7 separate regions of the Mus musculus genome follow, and all the other regions are linked to region 2. The links are chromatin contacts, called in public promoter capture Hi-C maps. All regions are on one chromosome and are shown on one strand. Each heading gives the region's core, a stretch centred on a gene start, on an enhancer-like site or on the middle of the called end of the contact. The rest is flanking DNA. Distances are from core to core; before and after follow the strand shown. Region 1 holds the start of Tmem123 (transmembrane protein 123). Region 2 holds the start of Dcun1d5 (DCN1, defective in cullin neddylation 1, domain containing 5 (S. cerevisiae)). Region 3 overlaps Tmem123 (transmembrane protein 123). Region 4 holds the start of Birc3 (baculoviral IAP repeat-containing 3). Region 5 holds the start of Cep126 (centrosomal protein 126). Region 6 holds the start of Cfap300 (cilia and flagella associated protein 300). Region 7 overlaps Yap1 (yes-associated protein 1).

The links. Promoter capture Hi-C pulls out the DNA fragments that hold promoters and counts their contacts.
Region 1: a promoter capture Hi-C map of pre-B cells shows a contact between it and region 2. The contact joins the promoter of Tmem123 here to the promoter of Dcun1d5 in region 2. A contact is called at or near these places in 8 of 39 promoter capture datasets (the C10 cell line, the HPC-7 cell line, HPC-7-derived erythroid cells and 6 more), 5 of 484 Hi-C or Micro-C datasets (CD4 T cells, embryonic stem cells, erythroblasts and 1 more), 10 of 115 datasets of contacts at active chromatin or transcription factors (bone marrow-derived macrophages, cardiomyocytes, double positive thymocytes and 7 more) and 3 of 9 other capture datasets (adipose tissue, liver and pancreatic islet).
Region 3: a contact with region 2 is called in a promoter capture Hi-C map of hematopoietic stem and progenitor cells, with 2.7 times the contacts expected there. The contact joins the enhancer-like site here to the promoter of Dcun1d5 in region 2. A contact is called at or near these places in 8 of 39 promoter capture datasets (3T3-L1-derived adipocytes, the C10 cell line, the HPC-7 cell line and 6 more), 4 of 115 datasets of contacts at active chromatin or transcription factors (bone marrow-derived macrophages, double positive thymocytes, large pre-B cells and 1 more) and 3 of 9 other capture datasets (liver, macrophages and pancreatic islet).
Region 4: a contact with region 2 is called in a promoter capture Hi-C map of pre-B cells. The contact joins the promoter of Birc3 here to the promoter of Dcun1d5 in region 2. A contact is called at or near these places in 15 of 39 promoter capture datasets (the 3T3-L1 cell line, 3T3-L1-derived adipocytes, the C10 cell line and 11 more), 8 of 484 Hi-C or Micro-C datasets (B cells, CD4 T cells, CD8 T cells and 5 more), 11 of 115 datasets of contacts at active chromatin or transcription factors (DN3 thymocytes, acute myeloid leukemia, bone marrow-derived macrophages and 7 more) and 3 of 9 other capture datasets (adipose tissue, liver and macrophages).
Region 5: a contact with region 2 is called in a promoter capture Hi-C map of liver, with 3 times the contacts expected there. The contact joins the promoter of Cep126 here to the promoter of Dcun1d5 in region 2. A contact is called at or near these places in 7 of 39 promoter capture datasets (cranial neural crest, embryonic stem cells, erythroid cells and 4 more), 1 of 484 Hi-C or Micro-C datasets (embryonic stem cells), 3 of 115 datasets of contacts at active chromatin or transcription factors (large pre-B cells, stem cell-derived neural progenitor cells and trophoblast stem cells) and 1 of 9 other capture datasets (adipose tissue).
Region 6: a promoter capture Hi-C map of pre-B cells shows a contact between it and region 2. The contact joins the promoter of Cfap300 here to the promoter of Dcun1d5 in region 2. A contact is called at or near these places in 1 of 39 promoter capture datasets (pre-B cells), 1 of 484 Hi-C or Micro-C datasets (regulatory T cells) and 2 of 115 datasets of contacts at active chromatin or transcription factors (astrocytes and large pre-B cells).
Region 7: a promoter capture Hi-C map of liver shows a contact between it and region 2, with 2.3 times the contacts expected there. The contact joins the enhancer-like site here to the promoter of Dcun1d5 in region 2. A contact is called at or near these places in 8 of 39 promoter capture datasets (the 3T3-L1 cell line, 3T3-L1-derived adipocytes, cranial neural crest and 4 more), 2 of 115 datasets of contacts at active chromatin or transcription factors (acute myeloid leukemia and extraembryonic endoderm stem cells) and 1 of 9 other capture datasets (adipose tissue).

Annotation. Positions count from the first base shown.
Region 1 is chr9:7,762,137-7,765,711 of GRCm38.p6, forward strand. It overlaps Tmem123 (transmembrane protein 123), which reads left to right and starts at 1,941. Exons shown (of 5, transcript NM_133739.2): 1 at 1,941-2,176. The coding sequence starts at 2,086.
Region 2 is chr9:7,182,987-7,186,823 of GRCm38.p6, forward strand. It overlaps Dcun1d5 (DCN1, defective in cullin neddylation 1, domain containing 5 (S. cerevisiae)), which reads left to right and starts at 1,519. Exons shown (of 8, transcript NM_029775.3): 1 at 1,519-1,896; 2 at 3,782-3,837. The coding sequence starts at 1,811.
Region 3 is chr9:7,779,072-7,782,914 of GRCm38.p6, forward strand. All of the region lies in intron 2 of Tmem123 (transmembrane protein 123), which reads left to right. Among named protein-coding and RNA genes, the nearest start is that of Mir5618, 3.4 kb to the right of the region's middle. Within about 2 kb of position 1,865, at least 74 of the 459 cell types and tissues checked have an H3K27ac peak or open chromatin away from gene starts, as enhancers often do. A contact at or near this core is called in the HPC-7 cell line, double positive thymocytes, hematopoietic stem and progenitor cells and 2 more, where this site is marked.
Region 4 is chr9:7,871,152-7,875,023 of GRCm38.p6, forward strand. Birc3 (baculoviral IAP repeat-containing 3) reads right to left here and starts at 2,019. Exons shown (of 9, transcript NM_007464.3): 1 at 1,672-2,019.
Region 5 is chr9:8,133,146-8,136,561 of GRCm38.p6, forward strand. It overlaps Cep126 (centrosomal protein 126), which reads right to left and starts at 1,301. Exons shown (of 11, transcript NM_001045524.2): 1 at 953-1,301. The coding sequence starts at 1,065.
Region 6 is chr9:8,040,504-8,044,394 of GRCm38.p6, forward strand. Cfap300 (cilia and flagella associated protein 300) reads right to left here and starts at 2,372. Exons shown (of 7, transcript NM_199017.3): 1 at 2,167-2,372; 2 at 1,906-1,987. The coding sequence starts at 2,276.
Region 7 is chr9:7,969,920-7,973,731 of GRCm38.p6, forward strand. The region is part of intron 3 of Yap1 (yes-associated protein 1); the gene reads right to left. Among named protein-coding and RNA genes, the nearest start is that of Yap1, 33 kb to the right of the region's middle. Within about 2 kb of position 2,317, at least 7 of the 459 cell types and tissues checked have an H3K27ac peak or open chromatin away from gene starts, as enhancers often do. A contact at or near this core is called in liver, where this site is marked.

The DNA.
Region 1 (3,575 bases), core at 691-3,190, 580 kb after region 2:
TTCACTCTTGGTGCCTGGAGCCGTTCAGTCAGCACTTTGTCGCCAGGCTGTTGCTTATTCAGGAATCTCTCAGGAAGACAGGTTCAGCCTCTCAGCAGGTAGCAGAAGAGCAGGGCAGTTGTCACTTCAAAAGAAGCCAAGTCGGAAAGATGCACCGCAGGTGGCCCCACCTCAGTGGCGACAAGGTTTGTACCAGCCAGCTTCAGGCTGGGGGAGGCTACAATTGTACACTGCGAATAGTCATAGAAATTCCAGCAAGGAGAAGTTTCATGCTTTATTTTGTTCATTTTGGACATGTTTGCTTGTTTTATCGACTGGTTGGTTTATTGAGTTAGGGTCTGATATAGTTCAGGCTGTCCTCAAACTTGCTATAAAGCTAAAGATGACCACGAATTCCAATCCTCCTTCAGCCGCCCAAGTGATAGAGTTAAGGGACTGTGCCTCCATTCCTGACCGGTTTGGTTGAGACAGGGTCTTACTATGGATGAGCTCATCTTGGAACTCGCTATATAGCTCAGATTAGCCTTGAATTTTCAGCAATCCTCCTGCCTCTGTCTCCTAAGTACTGGAATTACAGTTTTTCGCTACTACACCAGCTAGGGAACTGTGTAAACATGTAAGGTTAGATTACATCAGTATTCTTGAAACATTTCTTCTTGGGAAGTCAAAGGTAATGCCAGCAACTGACCTGGTGTCTGTTGAAGGCCCCTGGTCTCAGGCCACTTTCATGAGGCACTTATTTCACTGTTGAGATCCCTGTTCTTCTAGCTCAGTCGCTTCTCCAATACCCCGCCTCTTTAAATCACCACACTGAGCACTGGGTTCCAAAAACTGGAGTCAGGGCAAGCATTCATTCTGAATACAGAATGATCCTTCCTAGTCCATGCCTGGAAGCACTTGGCTAGATTCTTCAGAAATAGAACCATCAAATCCTAAACACACAGCTGTTTTTTAAAGCCCGTGGTAGATGCTGGTATTTTCAGGTTGGCTGGTTGCAGTTTCATATGTCTTGTAAATGTAGAGAAAACGGGCCTAATTAATCCATGATCATCACACATCTATAACAAAGAAGCTTTGTGGAAGTCGAAAAGTATTTTTCATAACAAAGTTTTAGGCTTATCTTTGAAATGCCCTGGATCAGGTGTTAGAGAGCTGCAATACCCTGTGGAAGCTGTGTCCATCTTCCACGTTAGTTGAGTGATGTGTACTAGACACATAATTTTAGAATTCTGAGTGGAATCAAAATGCAGCATTGGCCCTAGGGCTTACGAGGGATTTTGCCAAAAAACTAGACTACAACAGGCTGTTTTTGAGTCGGGACAGCGAACTCTAGAAGACAGGGATCTAGGTTATAGGTGCTAAGTTTCCAACTGGTCTGCAAACTGCACCGCCCACTCTACATGTTTTTCCAGTTGTAGAAAAAAGGAGGCACAAGTGGAGTACCAAGATCATGACGGTTACTTTGAAACTTTTTTGAGTCTGACTTTCCTTCACTCCTCTGAGAGGCTGCAATCATCCAGTCTGTGACTCCCTCTCTTACTCCGCGCCGCAACCATGCCAATCCCACCCGAAAACTTCTAAATAAAGCCTGTCTTCAGGAAGTCCTGGTAGACGACTACCCCTTGAAAGTCAGAGATAGAGCCACAGCTGTCGTAGCACTTAGTCCGGACCACGCCACTCCCAAAACCACGACCTCATCCGCCTCCGAGAGCCCCGCCTCTTATCCGCTCCTCAGTACTGTTCAGAGAGCCACGCCCCTCCCGTCTGAGGCCTGTCCCCCTTGCCCCGCCTCTGTAAGCCACGCCCTCTCCCGGCTCTCCTCTTTTCTCAGAGCCACTCCCTCTCTTGGCCCTGCAGCTCTTCCCCGCCCTGCCTCCTGTGGGCCACGCCCCTCCTGACTTTGCCGACCACGCCCTGGCCCCGCCCCAGGCCGCCTGGCCTATCCCTATTTGGTCACTGGGGGGACTGGCGGCGGCGTCTGCAGGGGAGCGGTAAGGGCGGAAGGGGACGCGGAGCGGTCGCGTGCGCGGAGAGCAGCTCTGGGCGCCGGGCGGTTGCTGCGGGCGCTCAGGGGCCCTGGGAACAATGGCGCTGTGCGCGCGGGCCGCGCTGCTGCTGGGCGTGCTGCAGGTGCTGGCGCTGCTAGGGGCGGCGCAGGACCCGACCGACGCTCAGGGTAAGTTGGCAGGCGCAGAGGAAGCGCACTGCGGCGGCCTGCCTCTCCATGTTCGGCGTCCGCGTGGAAAGTTCCACGCGTCCACGGTAGACTCCCACCCCAACCTCATTTCCCTCTTCGCCCGCGGGCCACCTGCGGAGCGAGACTCCGTCTCTCCCCTGCTTGGGGACGGCAAGCCGGCGTGGTGTGCAGAACTTGCTGAGTTTCCCTGGGATGGCCCTTCAGCCGAAGACTCAAGTTGGTCCTCTTCACTGTAGTTCTGTGGCTGGTAGCAAGACCTGTAGATTGAAATTTGTTCGCTAACTGCCGCAAAAACAGGTCTGATTGTCTACCCACACAGCTTCCTGCTGAAGGTACTCCCAGAATTCAAGTTGGATTCCAGGGCCAGTTCGGCTGAGTGGGAACCTTGGGTGTACGCGCCTTGTTCCCCTGCGCAGATGAGGCTTGTGCTCGGACTGTAGTCACTACTGCTGCATACGCAGCAGCCTTGAGGTCCCTGTGGTCCAGAGCCTACGACGTCATCATTAAGGTCATAACAAGATGATGTTGACAGCCTTCTGTGTTGGGGATTTTGTTTCTCTTCGAAACCTTGACGTTTTGAACACTTTGAGAAGAACTCTGAGTTTGTGAAAATTCTATTGTCCCTTGTCATCTACTAGAGTCCAGTCGCTAGGGAAATAGTAAACTAGGATAAGAAACTTTAAATGACCAAAGTCTTTGTGATTTTCAGCTCAGTCATCTGTTGTGTTTTTCAGTCTCATCTATGAAGGGATAACCAGTGAGTTTACTTAAGCAGATGATTTAGGCCCAACACCTGCTTTGGCTGGAATAATCTGGGTGAATTAAACAACCCTATTTCTGTTGTGCTGAATTTCACTGTGTTTTGTAGAGTCAGGATCTCTTGTATCCATGAAGCCCTAACTGGCTTTGAACTCCCTATGTGGCTGAAGATAACCTTGAACTTCTGATATGCCTAACTCTACTTCGGGGATTACAGGGCTTCTTCACTTCGATTGGTTATGTTTTATGTTTGCTCTTTTGACTTGTACCAGTGACAAACTGGAATTGCAGGACTACTTCTGAGATCAGTTAAGGAAAGAATGTTGAGACTCTGTCTTAGAGCAAATATTAGACTGCTTATGGGAGGAGGCCTTTATCCTACCCAGCTGCTTGCCTTGTGTGTACAGATTTTTTTCCTCTCACGAATTACTGATTGAAGTGGAGTGCCCTTTTCTATCTTTTGCCCTCAAAACATTTTTGTTGTTGTTGCTGTTGGACTTTCTCACTATGCTCTGATTGTGAGTGTCTCACTAGAGAGGTTAGTGCTATTTGGAAAACCTGAAATGCTCTGATGCCATGATTTCATGAACTAATAGAACCAATTCAGTTCTATAGAGAT
Region 2 (3,837 bases), core at 269-2,768:
GAATATATATATATATATATATATATATATATATATATACTTAGCACATCTCTGGGACTATTTTTGGCTACATTAATTCAGATATAACTATTTTAAAAGTTCTGTTTTCCATTTCTTCATTCTACAATCCTTAAACCTAAGAAATATGCAAATCATCAAACTGTCAAATGAATAGACCTGTTTCAGCCTTGTGTGCTTAATCTGTTTATGTTGTGCCACTCTACTAACAGACGGCTAAAATGCATTTTTAAGATTTTTCTTCATAAAGTTGATGAGTACCTTAGGATCTAAACCAGAATACCCTTTTGTTTTAATACTACTTCCTTTCCTTTCCTTCTTGTGACTTAGTCAAAGAAAATTAGACCACATAACAAAGAACTCAGCACCCTCATAGCTTCTCATTATTTACTATATAGAAAATCAAGAACTATCACGAGCAGCAGAAAAAATTAAATCACATAACTAGGTGCTTTTCTGTACACAGACATAATGTCCCTTCCCAAGTCTCACAACCTGAGTTCCACCTCAAGAGTGACAAGATTGATGGAGAAAATGAACTTTCAAGTTGTCATCCCAGCACTGGCACACAAGTGCCCCCACAATAAATACATATATAAAACAAACAAACAAAAAAAAAACCCTTCATCTTTCAGTTGTCTACTTCCTGTAGGGAGTTCTGTTTTAGAGCTTACATTTTATAATTTTCATGTAAAAACAATGTTTCGTGCATTGTTTATAATAGAGTCGAATGGGTTATAGGTTTGAACATTATGTTCACTGTTAAAAAAACATTAACTATATGCACCAAACATTGAAGTGTCCTCTCTCAGGAAACTTGTGAATTCCAGGGCATATTATGTATCCAGGACTCATTACAACAACCGGTTTTTTTCTTTCTCCTTGACTAGATTAGGGTCCCACGATGCAGTCACAGAACCACAGGGATAGAATTTAAAGAAACAGTCTTCTGTCACAGTTGGGTTACAAACATGGACTTCATTCACTAAGAATCTTCTATGAGATAATTTTACCTAGCAAACCTTTCTTATAAGCAGTATTTCCATTAGAAGTGACGTGATTACTGTTTCTTGAGAGCAGCCCATTAGAACAGTTCCCCAAATCCTCTGTAATAAGTCAGTCCGTTTCCCAGTCTCTTATCCAAGAGGAGAGTTCCTCAGAAGTAAAACATGGAGGCGTTGCCTCAGCACAGGAGGAAGCCATAAACTGACCCTGAGCATGAGGGAGAAAAGGACAAGGAGCGCGAGAAGTTGATCTCAGGCCCACCAAGAACACCCGAAAAAACTGGAGCGGTTGCACGTCAGGAGTGGGCACACTCACGCATGGCTCCTCACCAGATTACTTCGCTCGCCAGCTGTGGAGCGTTTATGATTTCTAGAAAGGACTTCCCGCTGGAAACCCGCCAGAAAATCTCCGGAGATTCAGGCTCCACCTGCAGAGACAAAAAATCCCAAAGTAGAGAGACCGCTCCAGGCCCTGCGAGCTTCCTTTCTACGTCACTTCCGGTCCAGAGCCATCCGCTTCCGGGTCAGGCTAAGCCGCCTGCTCTTCGCTGCTACTGTAGGTGCCGCGCTGTCGGCGTTCGCTGCTCCTGGAAAAGCCCGAGCCGCGACACCGCCGGCCTTAGCGCTGCGCTGCCCGGAACCGCCCCTAAAGAGGAGACCCGGGGCGGGGTCGCGCCTCGGGCCTCCGCTGCGGTCCCCGGCAGGCGGGAGCCGGCGCTGCGGGGCCTGCGGCGGAGCGCGATACCCCTCCCCGGCCGCCCTGTCTACCTTGCCGGGGAAGGCGGAAGATGCCAGTGAAGAAGAAGAGAAAAGCTCCCGGAGTGGCAGCGGCGGTCGCGGAAGACGCGGGCCTCAAAAAGTGTAAAATCCCCAGGTACTGCCTGTCCCCACCCCGCTGGCTCTCTCCTTCCCCCGGGGCCGGACAGGCCGCTAGCCGGGAGGAGAGGGGCGAGCCCTCTCAGGCGAGGCGGTCGGTGAGGCGCCCAGTCTCCGCTCCGCGCGGGACCGAACCGCGTGTTCGCCTGTACGTGCTCTCTGTCGTACTTGGACAAGCTCTGAGATTCGTCCCACTTTGTTGTCTGCGTGCCCAGAGGGTAGGAAACAGACGACCGTACGTATGCATTCTCCATCAAATTTCCCAACCGAGAAGTGAGCGCGGATCTGCCAAGATTCACGGCGTCCTTGTGTCACACTAAATCGAGCAGAATTGGCTTGGTCCCCACATTGTTAAATGTCAGAGTGTGAAAAAAGGAGCAGAGCTTGAAGAGTTTTGACAGCTGCCTTGGGAATGATGGAAAGAAAGCCTTTGCTATAATTGGTCTCCCGAGTTAGCATTTAAAGTGGCCTAACCTGGACGATCCCAGCAGGAGGCCTTTTAAATCGCTGGAGCCTAGGCTTCTGGACGCACCAATGCCTCCACTTCACCTGTACCAGTTCCGTACACTTAATTGGAAAAGGCCCTTGTGGTTTTTGTTTTCTGGCATTAAGACGCTGGTAGCTCTCAACCTCCTTTTAGGCGTTAGCAAGCTATTGTGCTCCATGTTCTCTTAGGGGAAAAGAAAACAAAGCAGAACTGTAAGTTAGAGCCCTTTACTCGCTTTGTGGCATATACTCAATCATCACAGATTCATTCCTCAGAAAGTCATTGCGATTTAGCTTTGAGAAGTGGGCTTCTTCCCATACACTTTGAGTTGTTTTTGTATTAATGGTCGACACTTAAAGTGACAAATACTACCATTACAACAAGACAGCCTGGAACAACAATATCAACTAATCAGTACCCCCAGAACCTATGTCTCTAACTGCATAGGTAGCAGAAGATGGCGTAGTTGGCCATCACTGGAAAGAGAGGCCCTTTGGTCTAACAAACTTTATATGCCTTAGTACAGGTAAAGCCAGGGCCAAGAAGTGGGAGTGTGTGGGTTGGGGAGCAGGCCTGGGGGGGGGGGGGTATAGGGGACTTTTGGGATAGCATTTGAAATGTAAATGAAGAAAATATCTAATTAAAAAAAAAAGACAGGCTGCACTAGACAAAGGAGATTTCCCTTTAAGGAGAGATGCAGTGAAGAATGGACTGCTTAAACTATGAAGGTGACTTGCTTCATCCTAATCTTTTTTGTAATTGATTGCTTTGTTCTTCTCCCCTTGTTGTGTTTTAGCAAAAGAGTCTAGGTAATATTTTTTGGGTGATGTATAAAATAGAGTTTTCATTATGCCCTTTGGCATACATTTTTCTTAACTGTATTAGCTCTTGGAGAATCATATCTAAGATATTTAAATTAAGTCAGTTAAAACAGCTGGCTGAGCAGTATCATTTGACTTCAGGTGATTCAGCCTAAATTATAACAGGGATTTTAATCCACATCAGTAGCAGAATGGAAGTAAGGCTTCAGGCCTTCCATAAGGTATGTAACTTAGTGGTAGAGAGCAAGCCCAGCATGAGCAGTCTAGGGAGAGCTGTCTAGCCTAGTCTTGGGTTGAGACTTAGAATGTACTTCTTTATTATCTTGAAATCTAAGGAAATAATTTTAGTTTCTAGTTATGGAATCCTGTAGCAAGCAAAGAAGCATTTAGATTTCATTGGTTAGAAATTCTTACACATAGAGTACAGGTCCTTATTGCTAATACATAGCTCCTTTCCTCATAATGCTAACTTAAAAACCATTTGTCTCATTTACATGGAAGCAATTCTTGTTGAAGCTACTTTATCACTAAGCGTTGAGTCGTAGTAAGTCTTAGGCATTTGTGTGTTTTCTAAGCTATTGCAGATCCCAGCCTCCTGCTAGACTCATCAGTGGAGAGGAAGATTTTTCAA
Region 3 (3,843 bases), core at 615-3,114, 600 kb after region 2:
GTGCTTCTGAGCGGTGAGCACCCATATGCATGAGAGGAGGTTCTGACCACAGGGAGGGCCTGAAGTTCACGCAGGCAGAGCGCCTGACTTGACTGTAAGGTGCAGACAGTGTTTGGGATTAATAAATTCCCTTTGGATCCTGTAGCTCTTAGACTTTTACTGTCTGTTCCTGGCTTTGCCCCCTTGCCTCCTACACATGGTGAAGATGGAAGCCAGGCCTCACACTGCTAAGCAAGACCTCCCCCAGGGAGTGGCACTTTACTGTGTACTTAGGAGGAGGGAAGTTACTGTACAGCGTTAGGGTCTGTGCCTCAGTTTCCTTCTAGTACTGCTTCTTGGGGTTACAAGGATCAGAATTAGTACAGGCAAATGCCTGGAGCAGCAGCTGACACGCGCAGGTACTCTGAACCTACTAGCATCCTTGTTAGGATGGAGTCCAGCATGCAGGAGTGGAAAAGTCAAGGTTGGAGTTAGGGCACCATGGCTACTTAAGAGTCTTAAAGCTACAAATCGCCAGCTGCCTTAGTGATGTTTGCTGGCAGTTCTGCTGTTGAACTGGATATTCTTTTGTTGGTGGCAACAGAGGTTCATTTGTATCCCAAATGACATAGGAAATTTTTCAGGTCCATAAAGGCACAGAGACGTAATTGGACATAGATAAAAACTGCTAGGATGCCTCAGGTGAGGTGGAAGGTAGGAAGAAGGAAAACTGTAATAATGGACAAGCATAAATGTGGTAATGCAGATACAGGTTATCCTCAGGTCAGGGAGGAGCAAATACTGGGAGAAGCATCTGGCACTGGGGCCATGTTGAGGGTGAGGTGAAAACCTAGTGCAATGGAATCTACAAGACTCCTAGAAATGGGGACAGGGCCCTCTCCTCAGAGTCCTACCTTGCAGCTGGAGAGATGGCTCCGCAGTTAAGAGTGCTTGTTCTTACCAAGGCCCCAGGTTAGATTTCAGCACCTGCATAGTGGCTCACAACCATTCATCCAACGCCCCCTTCAAACTTCTGTGGGCACCAAGCACGCACATGGTGCAATTACATACGTGCAAAAAAAAAACATATTGATAACACTCTAATCCCAGCACTTGTGGGGGGAGGGGATAGAAGCAGGTGGATCTCTGTGAGTTTGAGGCCAGCCTGGTCTACAGAGCAAGTTCCAGTACAACCAGAGAAACCCAGTCTCAAAAACAAGACAAAACAAAAAATACAAACCATATATTCATATAAAATATGTCTCTTTCAAATTCTTTGAAGAAAATCTTAGAGGAAATAGTCCTTGAACAGGCCTGACAGGAGGTGTGGCAAGGTAGGAGGGAAGTGACACAAGTCTTTTGAAGATTAGAGCTCAGCTGAGGGGAAGCAAGCCTGAGTGCTCCCCAGGGCCAAGCTGATCTTCCCTGTGTGTTCACAGTGTGAGTGGTAGAGCCCGCACTGCATGGTGCTGCCAGGCGTGGCACAAGTGGTCTTGCATCCAATCCAATGCAGTAACCACAGAGGTTACTTTATGGCAGGAAAAGCTACACAGAAAATGTGCCAGGACAGAGCTCAGTCTATTTTTTATTCTATTTTTTATTAGATATTTTCTTCATTTACATTTTAAATGTTTTCCCAAAAGTCCCCTATACCCTCCCCCCGCCCTGCTCCCCTACCCACCCACTCCCACTTCTTGGCCCTGGCGTTCCCCTGAACTGGGGCATATAAAGTTTGCTAGACCTAGAGGCCTCTCTTCCCAATGATGGTCAACTAGGCCATCTTCTGCTACATATGCAGCTAGAGACACGAGCTCCGGGGGTACTGGTTAGTTCATATTGTTGTTGCTCAGTCTATTTCTAATGCGCCTGGCCCTTGGAGGCTTTCATGTGGCTGACTGATAAGGATGTGGTATGCCCTGCTGTTCTTGACCATGAAAACTGATACAACCAGGACTTCATTTCCTCTTGTAGAGTTTTACAAAGATGGATGTTCTGCCTTCTCGGTGTTTCTCAACACTGATGATGAACATGTCCTTTGCCTTAGAATGCTGTGTTTCTAAGCAGGCTTCCTGGTGTTAGGTAGGATGTCCAGGTGAACCTCATCGACTGGTATGAAGTCTGGAAAGCAGTAGTGTTTCCAAAAATGAAATTTGAATTCTCAGGAAAGGAATCCAGAGTCTTCTGTGTCCTGTTCCACATTGATTTCCATTCTCTAGGATGACAGTAACAGCCCTGCCCAGGGTCACAGAAGGTGAGCTCTGCATGCATGTACAGTGCTTCCTAAGACATCCCTCAGTCACAGACATCTGTAGGGGTCTCTGTTCCCATTGTCTAATAGCTTCAAATAGCTTAAGTTAGCTGTCTGTCTGTTAGTCATCTGTCTTTGTACCAGGATTATGCCTCCTCTGATTGCCCACTCCACCCTCAATTTGCCTCTTATAATCAGTACTCAGCCAGGAAACCACATAATAGAGCTTGCTCACAATGTGTCTAAAGTTAAAATATTTTGTACTTTTCTTTTACAAGAGTAGAGATTCAGTTGTTTTAGGAATACATAAGCCAGGAGGAGAGAAAACTGGGGTCAGGTGGTCTGGGCACTCAGTGGAGACACTGCAGCCCTGGAGGCTCTGTGTGTTTATTATATAGAGCTATTGAATAGAGGGATGGGTCGTTGCATATCACTGGACAGTCTCAGTAACTGTAGTCTCTGTAGGGGAACACTCTTCAGGCTGTAAATATGGGGAAGGGGGGGGGGAGCTCTGGTGGACATTTTCTGCACACACTGTCAACACTTGGGTCCAAGAAAGGCTTTGCCATCCCTCTGACTCTGAGGCTATAAGGTCTTAGACTTGGCTGTGCCATTCAGACAGGGCTCCCCTGCTCCTTGCAGAGTGTGTCTTGTTTAAAATCTTTCTAGGCCTTTGGACAATTGTGGACATTAGTAATGTATGCATTTATTCTCTGAAGTGATGCTTTAGCATCTAAAGTAAAAACTCGAAAGGATCTTGGCCTCCTCCCATTCCTTCCAGTAACTCCTAGATACAGCCAGTGTTCACTGGAGTGAATAACAGAGAGACATGCCATGTTATTGGCTTTGTCTCTAATATAACTGCAAGTTCAGAGCTCTGAGCGTGGTTGTTTAAAAATATCCCATTATGTGGCATCCATATATATCAGGAATTAGTAACTCCAGTAGGGCCAGTTCAATGTTGGCAGTGATTATATAGGTGTGACCAAGTAGGAGTCCCCTCTCGGGTGACTGACATGGCCAGCTTATACGGGAAAGGTAAGTAGTAAGTGTCCCCAACAGCCTGCTTCTGGAGGGAGCTGTGGAAGCTAGCCTCAGAGGCATGGCTTGTACCATATTCTCTTTCTTAGAAGATAATCTCGAGACAAGGGATGTTTATAACAAAACAACAACAAAAATCCCTCACCTTTTGGAAGGAAACATAGCAAAGAATTTGAGGGTATAGTGTGGGGATAGGGATATATCACACACTGTGCATGTGTGGAGTTCAGAGGACAACCTGCAGGACCCTGTTCTCGCCTTGTACCATGTGAGTTTCGAAGATTAAACCCAGGTCATCAAACTTGACAGCAAGCACCTATGCCCACTGAGCCATATTGCTAATTTTAAATGTTTCCTATTTTGTACTATTTCATTATATATAGGTGGTATAAATCCAGATAGTTCCTTAGCCAAACCCCATAGTGCGTATTATATTCTTCTAAGTAGTTCTGCAGTGATCTTACATATGCATCATTAGCAGCTTGAGCTATAATTGACTAGACTCCTAGATGTGGGATTTTGGACTCAGTAGTTGTTAGATTCTAAGGACCATGGGGAATAAGAAAAATACCTGA
Region 4 (3,872 bases), core at 769-3,268, 690 kb after region 2:
CCTTGTCCCTCTATACAGTAATGCTGAAGTCTCTACTCCAGCCACTCCTGAGTCTGGCAAGCCGGCAGAACATTTGTTTATGAACCACATTTCCACACAGACAGCCAGTCCGTGTGCCAGCACCTTTCCCTCTCCATACTCATAAAATAAAATTTGCTTCCTCTTAGGCCTGTTCTGATCCCTGCCCTAGTCCACATCAGTGTGTAGGAGCCCTCTTTCTTTCCAGTGGTTCCTTATAGATGAGCTTGGCACCCCAGTTTCTTCTCTGCTTACACTACCATGTCCAGTAGACCCAGAGACTATTGTGTGCCCCCACCCTCTGGAGCAATTAGCTGTGCCATCTTCCTCCCTCCACCTTGGACCATATCTCCTACAGAATAGGAAATAAGCTTTAACCTCTGTAGTAGCTGCAGCTACAGTGCCTAGCTGCTGTTGTGTGAGACACACAGCCCAGACTGACCTTGGACACCTGATCCTTCAGCCTCCACCTCCCAAGTGCTAAGATTACAGACCTGCACTACTAACCCCAGCAAACACTGGCATGGAAGAATTTCTTAGCACAGCTGGCTGTGCCCAGCATGTTCATGGCACTTTCATTTGTTAATTTCCCCCTATTACTGCTAACTTGACCTCGTGGCAATTTACTCCCATGCTCTGGAGTCTCACATCACAGGATTTCAAGAGAGTCAGTCCCTTTTCCACCAACAGTGTAATGTTGGGCAAGAAAACCACCAAGTGGCCAGACACGCCCCTAATCCCATTACCCTGGAGGCAGAGGTGGGTAGACGTCAGTGTTTCCTTGAGTTCAAAGCCAGCCTGTTTACTTATCCAGTTCCAGCCCAACCAGTGCTCCATAGTGAGACTAAGAAAAGCCACTCGTGCCTCAGTTTCCTAGGTGCGAAAAGGGGATAGTAATGGCACCTGCTTTTTACAACGGATGATCAGAACCTGGCTTGGGGCAGACAGAAACGACTCCAGAGATTTACCGGCTAGATTAAGAGCACTGCTGAGAAATTGAGTACAGTGACTCAGGCCTATAATCCCAGCACTGAAGGGGTTAAGGCAGGAGGATTTTTCCGAAGTTCAAAGCCCCAGTCAGCTATAGTGTGAAATGGTCTCTGACACACCCATCACTCCTTTAATCCAAGCACTTGGAAGGCAGAGGTAGGCAGATTTCTAAGTTCGAGGCCAGCCTGGTCTACAGAATGAGTTCCAGGACAGCCAGAGCTACACAGAGAAACCCTGTCTCGAAACACCCCCCCCCCCCCAAAAAAAAAGAAAGAGCTGTAGTGTTTTCCTGAGCTGGCCACCAAGAAAACAACCATGAGCTTTCCACAAGCTCATCCTTAGACGCCAGAGTTCTCACTGTGTCAAGTCTCCCAGATGCCTCCCGCAGCAGCCTAATTAAAATGCAACTTCTCGGCACCTACGCCTCACTCAGAAAGTCAGAGACCGGAAAAGACTCAGAAAGTCGAGCTCCCGCAAGCGGGGAGGGGGTGGGGGGAGGGGGGGCAGCCAGGGTCAGCGTGGCCAACCTGTAGGTCGCCCTCCCGCAGGACCACCGATGCATAGAAACGGGTTTTGCAGGTTCTCCTTCGGATCTAGTCACCCCGGTGATCCTCGAGCCACTACGGGGACCCTGGCTGGATCCCCACGCGCGCGCGTACTCACCGCAGCCCACTTCCTAGGCTCTGAACGCCAGCAATGACCTCTGATCTCCGGGGGTGGCACCCTCGCCTGGCCTGTGGGGTGTGGCTGGGTGGCGCGATACCTTTAAATCGTCCCCAGCTAGGCCTTAGCCACTGCCCCCACCCTGCCCGGCTCAGGGCTGCTCAGACCTGCGGTGCTTTCCTCCAGGGCTCCGGGGAACTCCAGGGTGAAAACCAGACGCACTTCCTCCTCACCCTTGGTGGCCACCCTGGCTGGGGATTTCCGTGGCTCTTCTGTGCGTGACTTCCTGGACCCAGCTCCTCTTCGTGTCATTTACTGAAAGTTTTTACTTGAAGGCTCTTGGCTCTTACAAAACATTGAAAACAGATGTGCAGCCTGTGAGTTCCGCCTTAAGAGGCCTATCCCCACCCCACCCTCACCGCGCTTCCCTCCTGCAGCCTCCAAGTCCTTCACTGTAAAAAAAGAGCCACAACTGTCCGGAATATAACTGCTAAGTTAAAAAAGTAAGACGTTAGGAGGAAAAAAACCCGAGTAACTCTGTAAAAGTCTCTGGTTTCACTTTTTGTTTTTATCAAGAAAGAGAGCTGAAAGGAACATTTGTTAAAAACAAACAAACAAACAAAACAAAACACGTATGGATCTCAATTTCAGGTTATTTTTATTATTTCAAAGATCAGAACTACAGCTGCGGGTAGCAGCAAATGCCTTTAATCCCAGCACTCAGAAGGCCGAGGCAGGAGGATCTCTGTGAGTTCCAGGCCAGCCTGGGCTACATAGTAAGACTTTGTTTTTTAAAAATGCTAGAACCACACTGATTCTTGTATTTGAAAGGTGTGATTGTGGGCCGGAGACGTGGCTAAGCAATTAAAAGTACTTGCTGCTCTGGTAGAGGACCAAGGTTCTGCTCCCAGCATTCACAAGATGGCTCACAGACATCTGTAACTCCAGTTCCAGGAGATCCATTGCGGCCTTCTGGCCTCTTCAGGCACTGCACCTGTATTCGCACAGGCGTGAGGCAAAACACCTGTACACATATTTAATATATAAATACGTTTTAAAAAATATTTTGAAAGGGTTAGAGAGATGGCTCAGCAGTTAAGAGCACTGACTGCTCTTCCAAAGGCCTGAGTTCAAATCCCAGCAACCACATGGCTTACAACCCTCTGTAATAAAATCTGACTCCCTCTGCTGGTGTGTCTGAAGATAGCTACAGTGCACTTACATATAATAATAAATCTTTAAAAATATGTTTTTTTAAAAGTCTGGGGTTTTTGTTTTGTTTTGTTTTTTTTGTCCTGATCTGTTTTAGTGGTTTTTTTTTTCTTGTATTTTTGTTTAGTTTTTCCTTGTCAAATTTTGTTTTATAAACAGGATGAATAAATCTAGAAAAACAAAATTCCTTCTTTTAGCTTTTTCTCTTTCAAGGGAAGGTGCTTAGCTATATCAATGTTCTTGTAAAAACTTGACTCTTGCCAGGCAGTGGTGATGCATGCCTTTAATCCCAGCACTCAGGAGGCAGAGGTAGATGGATATTTGTGAGTTCTAGGCTAGCCTGATCTACAGAGTGAGTTCCAGGACAGCCAGGCTACACAGAGAAACTTTGTCTGCTTTCCTCCATCTTCAGCCAATTAGCATCAGACTTAAGGAGACATAATCTAGCGGTGAGAAACCTGCCCTGGTCAATCTAGAGATAAAATGCCTTATTGTGGGCTCAGCTGAGAGGGACCACAGTTCCAACAGGAGCTCTAGTAGAAGAACTTCGTTTGTGATCATATAGAGATTTCCACCTACTTTCAAGCCTCTATCTGAGAGCAGAATCACACCTGTGAGAGCAACAGACTCCCTTGCAACATTTGCACAATTTTACTGTGGGCCTTTATTATTAGTAGCATTAGCATTAGCATTAGCATTAGTATTATTAAGCAAGTTGTAGAGCCAAGCCAGTGATGTGGAACTTGAGAAGCTGGAGCAGTGGACAGCCTCCAACTGAGCCTGGAACAGAGTTAGACTATGCCTGAAAATAGATAGTACTTAAGATCCATTACTTTCAGCCAGGCAGTGGTGGTGCACGCCTGTAACCCCAGCACTTGGGAGGCAGAGACAGGTGGATCTCTGAGTTCGAGGCCAGCCTGGTCTACAGAGTGAGTTCCAGGACAGCCAGGACTGCACAGAGAAACCCTGTCTCGAAAAACAAAACAAAC
Region 5 (3,416 bases), core at 51-2,550, 950 kb after region 2:
AGGCTACTGTTCAGAACTCAGAATGACCCAGGGATGGAAGACAAGTTCCTGAGGAGAGAGTATTTGGGCATTAACGGAGCCCTAACGTACCTGCATTCTTAGAGCCCAGAGGAGGGTCAGCCGAAGAGGAGACCCTTGATGAAAACTCATGATTTGCTGTTAAAACTGTTAAGAGCATATCCTAGCAGAAGGTGGGACCTAGGGCTGAGGAAGTGGAGGGAGGCTGGTAGTGGTGGAAGGGACTCCATTTCCTGAGAAAAACATGAGCAAACATCATCACCACCAGCCAGTCTTCTGAGACTATGAAGGGTAAATTCTAATTATCATAATGTTCTCTGGAAGAATAAACCCGCTTTATGTACTTAAAAAACAAAGCGTATTGACATTTCCACAATGTTTATGTTACCAATAGTAACATCAAATTGAAATTCAACGATTTCTCATGGAAAATCAGAAATAATCCAGATTGTCAAGATTCGTGCCCCCTGCTTTTCCTTTCGTCTGTGTGACAACAGAGTGGACAGAGATGGGATACAAAATGATCAGAACGAACTAGGGTTCTCCAGCTCTGGGAAGGGTGTGCGGCTAACAAGTAAAACGGAACAGCCCACGATTTTAGCCTCGGGCAATTTCTCTTTCTAAGGAGCAGGACTAAGACGTCTCTGTAAGTAAAGGGTGTAACGCTGTAATTCAAAAAGGCGAATCTTCGCCCGTCCAATACAGGACCGATGCATTTAAAAATCCACAAAAATCTGACAGCCAAGTCGAAGTGCGGGGGTGGGAAGGAGGGGGAAGAGGTCACAAAGTAGGAGACAAAAGTGTAACTTCAGGTCGGGGTGGGGTGGGGTGGGGTGGGGTGAGAACTGCTAAAGCAAATATCCGCACTGAAAATGACTTGCCAGTTTCCATGCCCTTGCCTGCGTGCTCCAGGGGGAGGGCGTGGAAAGGATACAGGTAAGCGCCGGGTCGCGGCCGACCGCCGCCGTCACGGGCGCCCGGCGCGTCTGGGGGTCCGGCGCCCACGCCTGCGCCTGCGCTCTGGGCTCCGGGCCTGCCCGCCAGCATCCTTCACCTCAGCGCCGTCCGCATGGCCGCTCGGCCTCCCTCGTCCTCTCCTCGGCGCTCCGGGCAGTGCGTCTCCCAGGTCTCGCGTCACGGGCGTCGCAGGCTCGGCTGCGGCAATCCTGGCTTCGCAGCGGCCCCGGCGACAGTGGCGACGGCAGCGGCGAGGGCGGCGACCTCGCAGGGCGACGGCGGAGGTGGCGGCCGCGACCCCGCCGCAGCCATCTTGACAACCAACCGACGCCGCGTCCTTCGCGACGGAAACTAGGCGGAACGCGGGGCGGGGCTGCGAGGGGGAAGCGGCCAATGAGGGGCCGGCTCGCTCAAAGGGGCGGCCGAGGCGAGCTGAGGTAAACTGCGGCGAGCCGAGGTTAAACCAAGTTAAATGGAAGCAAGCTAAGGAAAGCAAGCTAAGTACACTGAAGCACACCGAGGTGAGACAAAGTAAGCCAAGGTAAACTGAGGTAAACAGAAGTTGAAATAAACGGAGGCAAGCGGAATTAAACGGGTATGCTGAGATGAGATGAGGTAAACTGAGGCAAGCTGCGCTTAAACTTAATTAAGCAGAGGGAAGCTGAGGTAAACTGAGGTACACCGCGGTGTGATGAGATAACTTGAGGTGAGCTGAGGTTTAACTGAATTACTCAATCAAGCTTAAGCAAACTGAGATTACACCTAATTAAGCAGAGAGAAATTGACACAAGTGGAGGTACACTGAGGTAAGATGATGCAAGCTGAGGTTAAAGCGAGTTACCATTTACGAAGGTAAAATGAGGTAAGCTGAGTTATACTGACTTAACTAAAGTAAACTGAGGTGAATTGAGGTTAAACTGAGATGAAGTAAACTGAGGCAAGTTAGGGCAAGTTGAGTTGGGCAGATGACTCGCAGTTGTGAGAGAGCATAGCTGAACTGTACTTTAGAGCTTGATTCGGCTCTTCCCTTTTCTGAGTGTTTTCTTGAGAGTATTAACAGATGAAAGACAGTGAATGGAAAATTCCTAGATACGGGCAAATATTACAGACAGCCTGGAAATGATTATTTGGGGCATAATTTGTTAGGTATGGAATCCTGTGGTGAACTTTTAGATGGTGAGACCTTTCCCATTATCACTCTTTTCAAAACTACTTTCCCTTGTAGAGGTGAAAGGAAGAGGAGGAGGAAGAGGAAGAGGAGGGAGAAGAGGAGAAAAAGAAAGATAAAAAAGCTTTGCAAAGTGGAAATTTTCTTTCCTCACTTGCTCTCATCCATTTCTTGATACTTAGGTCATTTTCTCTCTGCTGTCCCACTTCAAAAGATCGTTATGGTCCTTGATTGGCTGCCAGAATCTGCAAATGGACCATCACAGCAAAAATGGCCTGAAAAGAAGTCCAGATTTAGCTTAATAATCTCCTGGGAAGGTATGCCAAAAGAGATCTGTGTATTGAAATGGCTTCTGTATAGAAAATTAAACAGTTTTGAGCCACTAGGTTAATGGCTATATAAATGAAAATCTGGACCAAAACTGGGCCTTTTTGTTGGAGCCCAGTGTAAAATCACAAAATTTGACTGGATGTTAGATTTACATTTTATTTTTGTGTATAAAAATTTCCAAATTGCTAGCAGAATGTACAAACCAAATAAAGATCACTCACCCACCATTCAACTTTGTGAACTTAAAGCAATTCAAATAATAAACTTTCCAATTGAAACTGTTTAAAACTGGCTATTTTAATAATGGAGATATAATAATTCAAGTTGGAATGTGTTCAGGGGACTGAACTTTTTATTGTGCTACAAGTCCAGTTTTGATTTTAAATGTAAAGTGCTTATCTTATTCAATATCATGCCACAAGGACAAAACAAAGCATAATCCTAATGAAGAAAGGAAATTATGCTTGGACAACTAGCTATGTTGGCATCGTTTTGAATGCCCTAGCCATAAGCATTGACCTTGATTCTATTCCCAATGCTATCATTAGAACTCGGTCTCACCAGGAGTAGTTTGAACCTTAGCAAAGTAGGGCACTGCAAAAGGCAAAGAAAACTGAGAAGGTTGTGGTTGTTATGTGCATTTTAGCTTTCCTCAAAGTTTTGCTTAGATTGTATTATTTAGTAAATGGAAAACACAAGCCACATAACTGTATTTTTGCATGATATATTAATTACTATTAAAAGCCATGGTTTCATATCAAGATGGTGTCCTTGTAATCCCAGCACTTGGGAGATAGGGACAGGAGGATCAGTAAAATTCAAGATCATCTTCATCTACATAGTGTATTTGACACTGGTCTAATACCTGGAAACCTGTCTAAAAAAACCCACAAAGAAAAAAAGAAGCATGATTTATTAATCATTTACAAATGCTTGTTCATAG
Region 6 (3,891 bases), core at 1,122-3,621, 860 kb after region 2:
ACCAATTCAGCTGCATCTTTAGCCCAGGAAGAACTTAAAATTAGAAAGAAGTGAATGCTTGGAGTTACAGAAAGAAATCTGGTGAGTTTTATGGATGAATACTGAGTCCACCGAAGAACTCTACTGAGCAACCAAAACGAAGAAGGGAAAGAAAAAGTATACCTTCTGTCACGTTGTATCAGCTGACAGTTCCCTCTGTGCCCAGGACATTTTCTACAGGATCTACACTACTTCGGTATGTGGTGGAGACTGATTTGTTGAAACTGTGTGTGCCTCATAAACTAGGATGAGAGCTCATTTTAACAACTTCCAAGTGGGATATAGAAAGCATTTAACAAGCATTTACTGAATAAACAGGTATATTAAATGTTATATATGGAAACAACAAAAAGTATCAAAGAAAAAAACTGGTTGTGGTGGCAGACACCTTTAGTCCCGGCACTTGGACAGGCAGATCTCTGTGAGTTTGAGGCCACCAGGGCCACACAGTGAAACTGTGTCTCAAAAATAAAAAGAAAAAGAAAATAATGTAGCATTTCAAAATTTTGATCTTAAAAATCAGTGGAGGGTCAGTACTGGTAGATTATCAAAATCTAACCATGCCTAAGACATGCCATTAGTAATAATATGGCATTAAAACCCTACCACAGGTAACAGGAAATGGACTATGAGACCAATTTGCCCTCTGTTATGGCAAACAGATTAGAAAACGTAGCTCAGAATTCATGTCCTTTCTTCAGCATCAAAGTGTGCTCAGAAAGATGGTCATTGTAGATGTTAATGTTATTCTCTTGTAGGTCAGACCTCTGATTCAGTTTGATAGGTGTCTTTAGAAGAGACAGGGTCATGACAAGGGACTAAGGGAAGCTGGCCAGGCTTCACCTGTCCAGGGTCCATGGAAGTGAACCACTCCTATCCAGAGGCAGGGACAATCGATGGATTGTTTTCCTGCTCTCCTTACTCATGGCAGTGGGTAAGAAGACTAATGTTATTTGCTGGCATTTTGGAGAGGGCCCAAGACATTCTTCCAAGGTCTCTATCTCTGGCTATTGAGGAAGCTATATTCCTAGCACACAGTGGGCCTTTAGAAAGTGACAGAGTGAATAGATTACATGTCAGCTATAAAGTCAATGCTCAGAGGAATGGCAAGGAATGACGGTCACTTCACAAAACTGAACACTTTACCTACTGTTGGGTAGGAGGCAACATTTCAAAATGGGGCTCGGTTTTAAGATGCACATAAAAATCTCACACCTTTGAATGAACTTTGCCTTCTTTAAAGAATTCCCTTCTAGCTAAAGGTTTTTTTCAAACAGGCCATTGCTCAAAACCTTTGGGAGGAAATCCTGTTTGGGTACTACTGTTACAGCTTGATGCCCACTTCTCAGGGTGAATTTGATTTTCAGAAACCAAAAGTATTTGGAGTTAAGACTAATAAAGTCCACGTAGTAGTATTTAAAAACAAGATGTGATTGTTAAAAAAAAAAAAGTCCCATTGAATTTTCAGTCAACATCGGTAACACATGCCTGTATTTCTGAACTGGGATTCGGAAGCAGGATGACTGACTGATACGAGTTGAGGCCATCGTGAATTACACAGTGACACTGTCTAAAATAACTACAGACTTGTAAAGTTATCTAAGGCAGAATTCCGAAGGTAGGTAAAAGACATTGGCAAGGTGGTTATGGTGGCACTTGGGTGGCAGGGGCAAGAGGATCCCAGTGAATGCCAGGCTAGTCTGGTCTACAGAATGAGTCGCTCTGTCAAAAAGCCCCCTAAGAAACAAAACAAAAGAAAACCCAACCTGCACTTTTTATTACTCCCAAAGTCTAAGAACATGTCATGGAGTGTTCCCAAGAACATCCAAAAGAGCGCCCCCCCCTCCCCCTTTCCCCAATACCAACCATGACAAAATCATCCTTTTGGTAGGGCTGGAACGTCTGGTCGAAGCTGAACGCCTGCGCCTGGATTCTGCCCAGCATGGACCTAGCAGAGGGGGAAGAGTCAGCGGGCCCTGGCCGGAGTTGAGGGAGCGCAGAGCCGAGTCCCGGAGCACGGACACGAACACGAACAGGGAGAGAACCCCAGGACACGAGCGCGGTGCCACGGCCCCAGCCCACCGACCTGAGCCCGCCGCATGGCCACTTCCGCCCCTCGGCCCTCACCACTGGCGGAGGCGGCTGGTGATCTCCCGGGCGCTCAGCGACGAGAAGGTTCTATGAGGCAGGAATCTGAAGTAGTAGCCGCCTCCATCCCGTGGCTCCCCAGCCGCCATCCTGCTTATGACCAGGGTAAGAAAGCAGTAGTCGTTTCCATAGTGACACAGCGGTAGGACCTGCCACCACGTTCAGGGGGAGGGGCGCCGCTCAGAGGGCGGGGCCTGGGAGAGAAGTGGGCCCCTTGGCTCAGTACGCATGCGCCATGGCATTTTGGGTCCCTGCCTTTACACTGAGGACTCTTAGCCTGGCTGTTAGGAAATGGAAGGAGGTTGCCAGTCTTTGTGTTGACAGGAACTCTTAGTTCTAGACACTGGCCAGTGACCTAATATCAAAACCTACAGTTTCAAACTGACAATTTCCTTTTGCACTAAGCAAAAGTCTAATTAAGTTGGTTTCGTTTGAAAGACAAAGGGACTGCTTAGGAACATAATCTCGTCTGTGGCTCTTTTCCTTTTGAAGTTTACATCTCAGGCAGGTTCCTGCGAGCACTACACCACAACACGCTGCTAATCAGTGTGGGATGTATGCTTACCTGCTGAAAATCTCATTCAGGAGCCAACTTGTTTTTGTTTAGGAGCTGTTTTAGGATTTAGGTGGACGAATTTTTTTACCTCTACTAACTTCATTTCCTTCTGCTTGAACCTTAAGAACCAAAAGGTCAAATAAAAGGGAGCAGGGACAGGGGGAGAAGGGGGAAGCTTCGGAAGAGGGGGACAGAGGGAGAGAGGCTTGTTATCACTGTTACTTTGTGTGCCACGAATATTATTCCACAGTTTATCCTTTTGGGTTATTACAATTTGAAGCTATTAGGAATGCAGTGGTGAACATTCTTATATAGGTTTTTTTTCCCAGTCCTCCCATTCATAAGTTTATGAATTCTTTGTTTATTTTTTGTGTATATGAGTGTTAACCTGTATGCATGTCTATGTACCACAAGGGAGCCTGGTGCTCTCAGAGGCCAGAGGAGAGCATCAGATCCCTAAGGACAGTTGTGAGCTGTCCTGTGGATACTGAGAACCCCTGTCCACTGCAAGAACAGAGAGAGCTCTTAACCGCTGAGCCATGTCTCTAAGCCTCTCATAAGTGTTTTTGTAAAGGAAACAAAATTTTATTGTAAGATTCTTAGGATTTCTATTGCCTCAATGAAGCACTATAGCCAAAAGGTATGTTGGGTAGGAAAGGGCTTATTTGACTTACATTTTCATATCATTGCTCATTGTCAAAGAAGTCAGGAAAGGAACTCACACAGGGTAGGCTGATGGAATCGATGGCTATGGAAGGGGCTGCTTACTGGCTTACTCATCCTGCTTTCTTATAATGCTCAGGACCATCAGCCCAGATGGCGCCACCCACAGTGGACTGGGTCCTCCCCCATCAATCACTAAATAAGAAACTTCCCTGTTATCAGATCTTATGGTGGCATTTTCTTAACTGAGATTTCCTCATCTCAGATGATTTTAGCTTGTGCTAAGTTGACATAAAACTATCCAGCTCCTTGTCACAACCGACTCCTTGTCACAACCGACTCCTTGTCACAATCGACTCCTTGTCACAACTGACTCCTTGTCACAATCGACTCCTTGTCACAACTGACTCCTTGTCACAACTGACTCCTTGTCACAATCGACTCCTTGTCACAATTGACTCCTTGTCACAATCGACTCCTTGTCA
Region 7 (3,812 bases), core at 1,067-3,566, 790 kb after region 2:
AAGGAAAAAAGATATCTGAATATGCAACACTGTACTGTCTGATTAAAGTAGAAAATAAGCTCACTACTTAACTAAAAAGCTTAAGGCCTTGATCACAGAAAGCTTCAAAGAAACAGTTCATCTTTGTCATGGTTGACAGGTGTTTTAAATTACTTTAAATGAAGTAATAACCAGCTACCAGTAATTACAAATAGTTTATAAAATATTAATCTTTTTTATACCTTTTGTTTTTTGAGATAATCTAATTATATCATTACCCCTTTCCCTCCAAATCCCCATATACCCCAATCAGGGTTGCCTTTCAAAGACACATGCCTCTAGATTGAAATTTTAACAGACCATTATGCCCATCATTTTACGTGGGCACAAGGTTAGCTGAGATTAAAGCTTCCTGGGGGTTGCAGCTCAGGGTAAGGGCACGAGCAGGGATTTGTTTTGATCTCCTGGTCCAAGATTGTATAGCTCTTCTAATTTTCATTTCAAAACATTTATTTCACTCTGAAATGTCTACATGGAGAAGGACTAAAATATTCTTTAATTTATGTGAAGTAGCTGGGGATGGTAGCTCACATCTCAGCACCTGAGAGGAAGAAGATGAAGGAGTTCAGAGCCAGCTTTGGCTACTTAGTACAAGGCCAGGTAGGGATACACAAGACATGATCTCAAATGAGAGTATGTATGTATGTGCTGAAGCCCCAGTGTAAGTGGAGGAGGGGAAGACGGGGGCTGGGGGAGTGGACACGGGGACAATGTTCAGTGGAAGAGTCTTTCCCACATCTGGGTGAGGCCAGGAACTCAATTCTCTATTGGGAGAAAACAAAAAACCTCCAGATTTAGTCACACCACACACACCACCAGTGTCATCAGCACTGAATAGACCAAGTAGCATGGTCTCTGGCTAAAATTTGTTTTATTCTGGAGACTTCCACATATAATAGGCTCCCACGATCCCCAAGTTTTAGGTGCATTGATTAAACCATCAATGTATAAAAAAAAATTAAATAAAAAATTAAAACTGTATATTAAAATGTATAGATATTTTGTTACTTCACAGTAATCCAGTATAACCAACTACTTACATGGTTAGAGACCATTTACAGCACACACTAGTTTAAAGCTTGCCATTTAAAACACTCCTGTATTCTATAGGTGACCTGGACAGTTCTGACTTGGTATCCCTGGAGTCTTGAACACAATTGTGTGTGTGTGTGTGTGTGTGTGTGTGTGTGTGTGTGTGTGTAGGGAGCACTAGGTCTCACTGCAGCCATCCCCCTGCCTCTGCTCTTGCAGTGTTGGCTTCCTGGCATGTGTCATTACACAGCTTCCTTCTGAAGTAGTTGGTGATTATATTTTTAAGGCCTTTGTTTCAGCACAGCTGTAGACCTATCTCTTCCTAGCTCACTGTACCGTCTAACCACAAAGTCCTCCTTAAAGGACAGTGTAATTACTAGAAACAAATCTCTATGAGCAAACCATAGTTTCTGGTCTCCAATGTCACCCTGTCCTCTTTTGTCCCCTCTGCCACTTATCACATGGTTTAGAGACTAGGAGTGGGGTCTTAAGAGCTCCTAGCAAGTTCTAAATACAGACTTCTATCACCTGAAAACCAGCTGCTGTTACACCTCTGACTCTCAGTGGGAGGCTGCAGGGGAGAACATAGGGCTCAGCTGGTAAAGCCTCCCAAGCTTGATACTTGAGCTCAACTCTTAGACCTGAGGCAGAAGAGAATCCAACCCCAAACCTTATGCTCTGACACACTGAAGCCTCTCCCCCATACATAATAACAAACAATCAAAATATAATTTTTATTGACGGGCATGGTCACAGACACTTTTAATCCCAGCACTAGGGAGGCAGAGGCAGGTGGAACTTTGTGAGTTTGGATAGTCAGGGCTCCATGGAGAAACTCTTTCAAAAGAATCAAACCAAAAAATGGAAGGGTAAGGATAAACAAATGGATGAACCACTGTGATAAAACAGTGTTCTAAAAGGAGTCAACCAACTTCAGTGAACACAGGCTGCCCTCATCTTCCACAGTAAGGAAGTGTCTGCTACTGACTTTTATTTGAAATCTGGTAGTTAAAGAAAAAAAAAGTTACCAAAGTAAAACTACCAGTGAAAAATACCCACGTCATTTTCACCTTTTAAACTCTAGGATTTAAATCAAATAGATTCTGAGAGTGCCAAAGTCTATGCCAGCTGTGGGACCTTATTCTTCAGCAAGTCACCTTTATAATTAGCATTGCTCAACCCCACATTCTACCCTAACTTTCATTTTCAGCCATCACCTTTTAAAGCTTGTTTTCAACCAAAGCAGGCGTGAGGTTAGGGCAGGAGGAGGTCTCACATCTGCAAACCCTCCAGTCAAGTCTGCTACCAGATTCCTGCCCACTGTTAGAAGCTCCAGTTAGGCAGCTGTGTGTGGCCTTGGACCCATTCAACAAAGAGAAAGGCTCACTGCACCTGATTGGGGGCAAGGAAGAGGCTTTTGCTTACTACCTGTCATTTAAGCCAAAAGCTTTCTTTCTATGGGGCTGGAGAGATGACTCAGGGGTTAAAAGCCCCTACTGCTCTTGCAGAGGAACCAGGATGGGTTCCCAGCACCCATGCGGTGGCTTATAACCATCTCTAACTGCTGTTTCCAGATGTGCCCTCCATGGCCACCTATGTACATGGTATGTCATACATACATACAGGCAAAACCTATACATTTCAACTAAAAACATTATTTAAAAATCAAATAAAAAAATCTCATATACAGAAAAGAAACTTAAACACATAAGGGCTTTAAATGAATCGATAACTTCCTGTAGCATCCATCTCTCCTCTAGTGAGTAGGATTACTGCTCATTATGCAAACAAGGAAAAGCTGTAGTCACATAACTGTGTTTGCTTTTGTTTGGTTGAGACAGCGTGCACTATGGAGCCTTGGCTGTTCTGGAAATCACTCTGTAGACCAGGCTGGCCTCAAACTCACAGAGCTCTGCCTCCTGAGTACCGGGATTAAAGGGTCCCCTCACTGCACCCAGCAGTGAAGACGGTTTAGCAATGCATGCTGCTACATCTAGAAGTAAGAGGGGTAGGTGCTCAGTGGTTTATGGCACACAGTATCCTTATAGGTTCTGTCAAGGTAATACAAACATCTGCTTTAAAAAGAGTTTGAATCTAGCAAGATGGCACACAAACAGGCAGAGGCAGGCAAGTTTGAGGCTAGTTTCTGGCAGATCCCATCTCAAAACCAAACAAATAAAAAGGGAGTTTTGAATACCAAAGCTTGGACTCTAACACCCCTAAGGCAATCGTGCCATACAGCTGTGCTCTTCTCATCCTTAAAGCATTAAAATAAACTACGTGCTTTCTATTCATATTACAAATGCATGAGTCAAGGCCATCATAGATCCTGGACGGAAGACAGCAGCACTCAAACACAAACTCACAGGGTGGTAGAGGCAGGAGGAGCGGGGCTTCTGGGTCAGCCATCACTACATTAGACCATCTCAGGAATGCTTTGGGGAAGGGGGCGTTCAGGGGTAAAGGTGCTTTGCTGCCATGTCTACCGACCTGAGTGTGATCCTTGAGTGTCACGTGATGGTAGGAGAACAGACTCTCTAAAGCTGTTGTCATATGCCATTGTGTAAGTACACACACACACAACAAACAAATATGATGTCAAAAACCAAAAGTAAAAACACCAAACAACTTACAACCACATGACTACAGGAAGCCTGAGCTTTAGAAAACTCCTGTCCAATTATCAGTCTCCTCAATGGATTAAGACTAAATGCATGCTACTTTAACTTCAACTGGCTCTG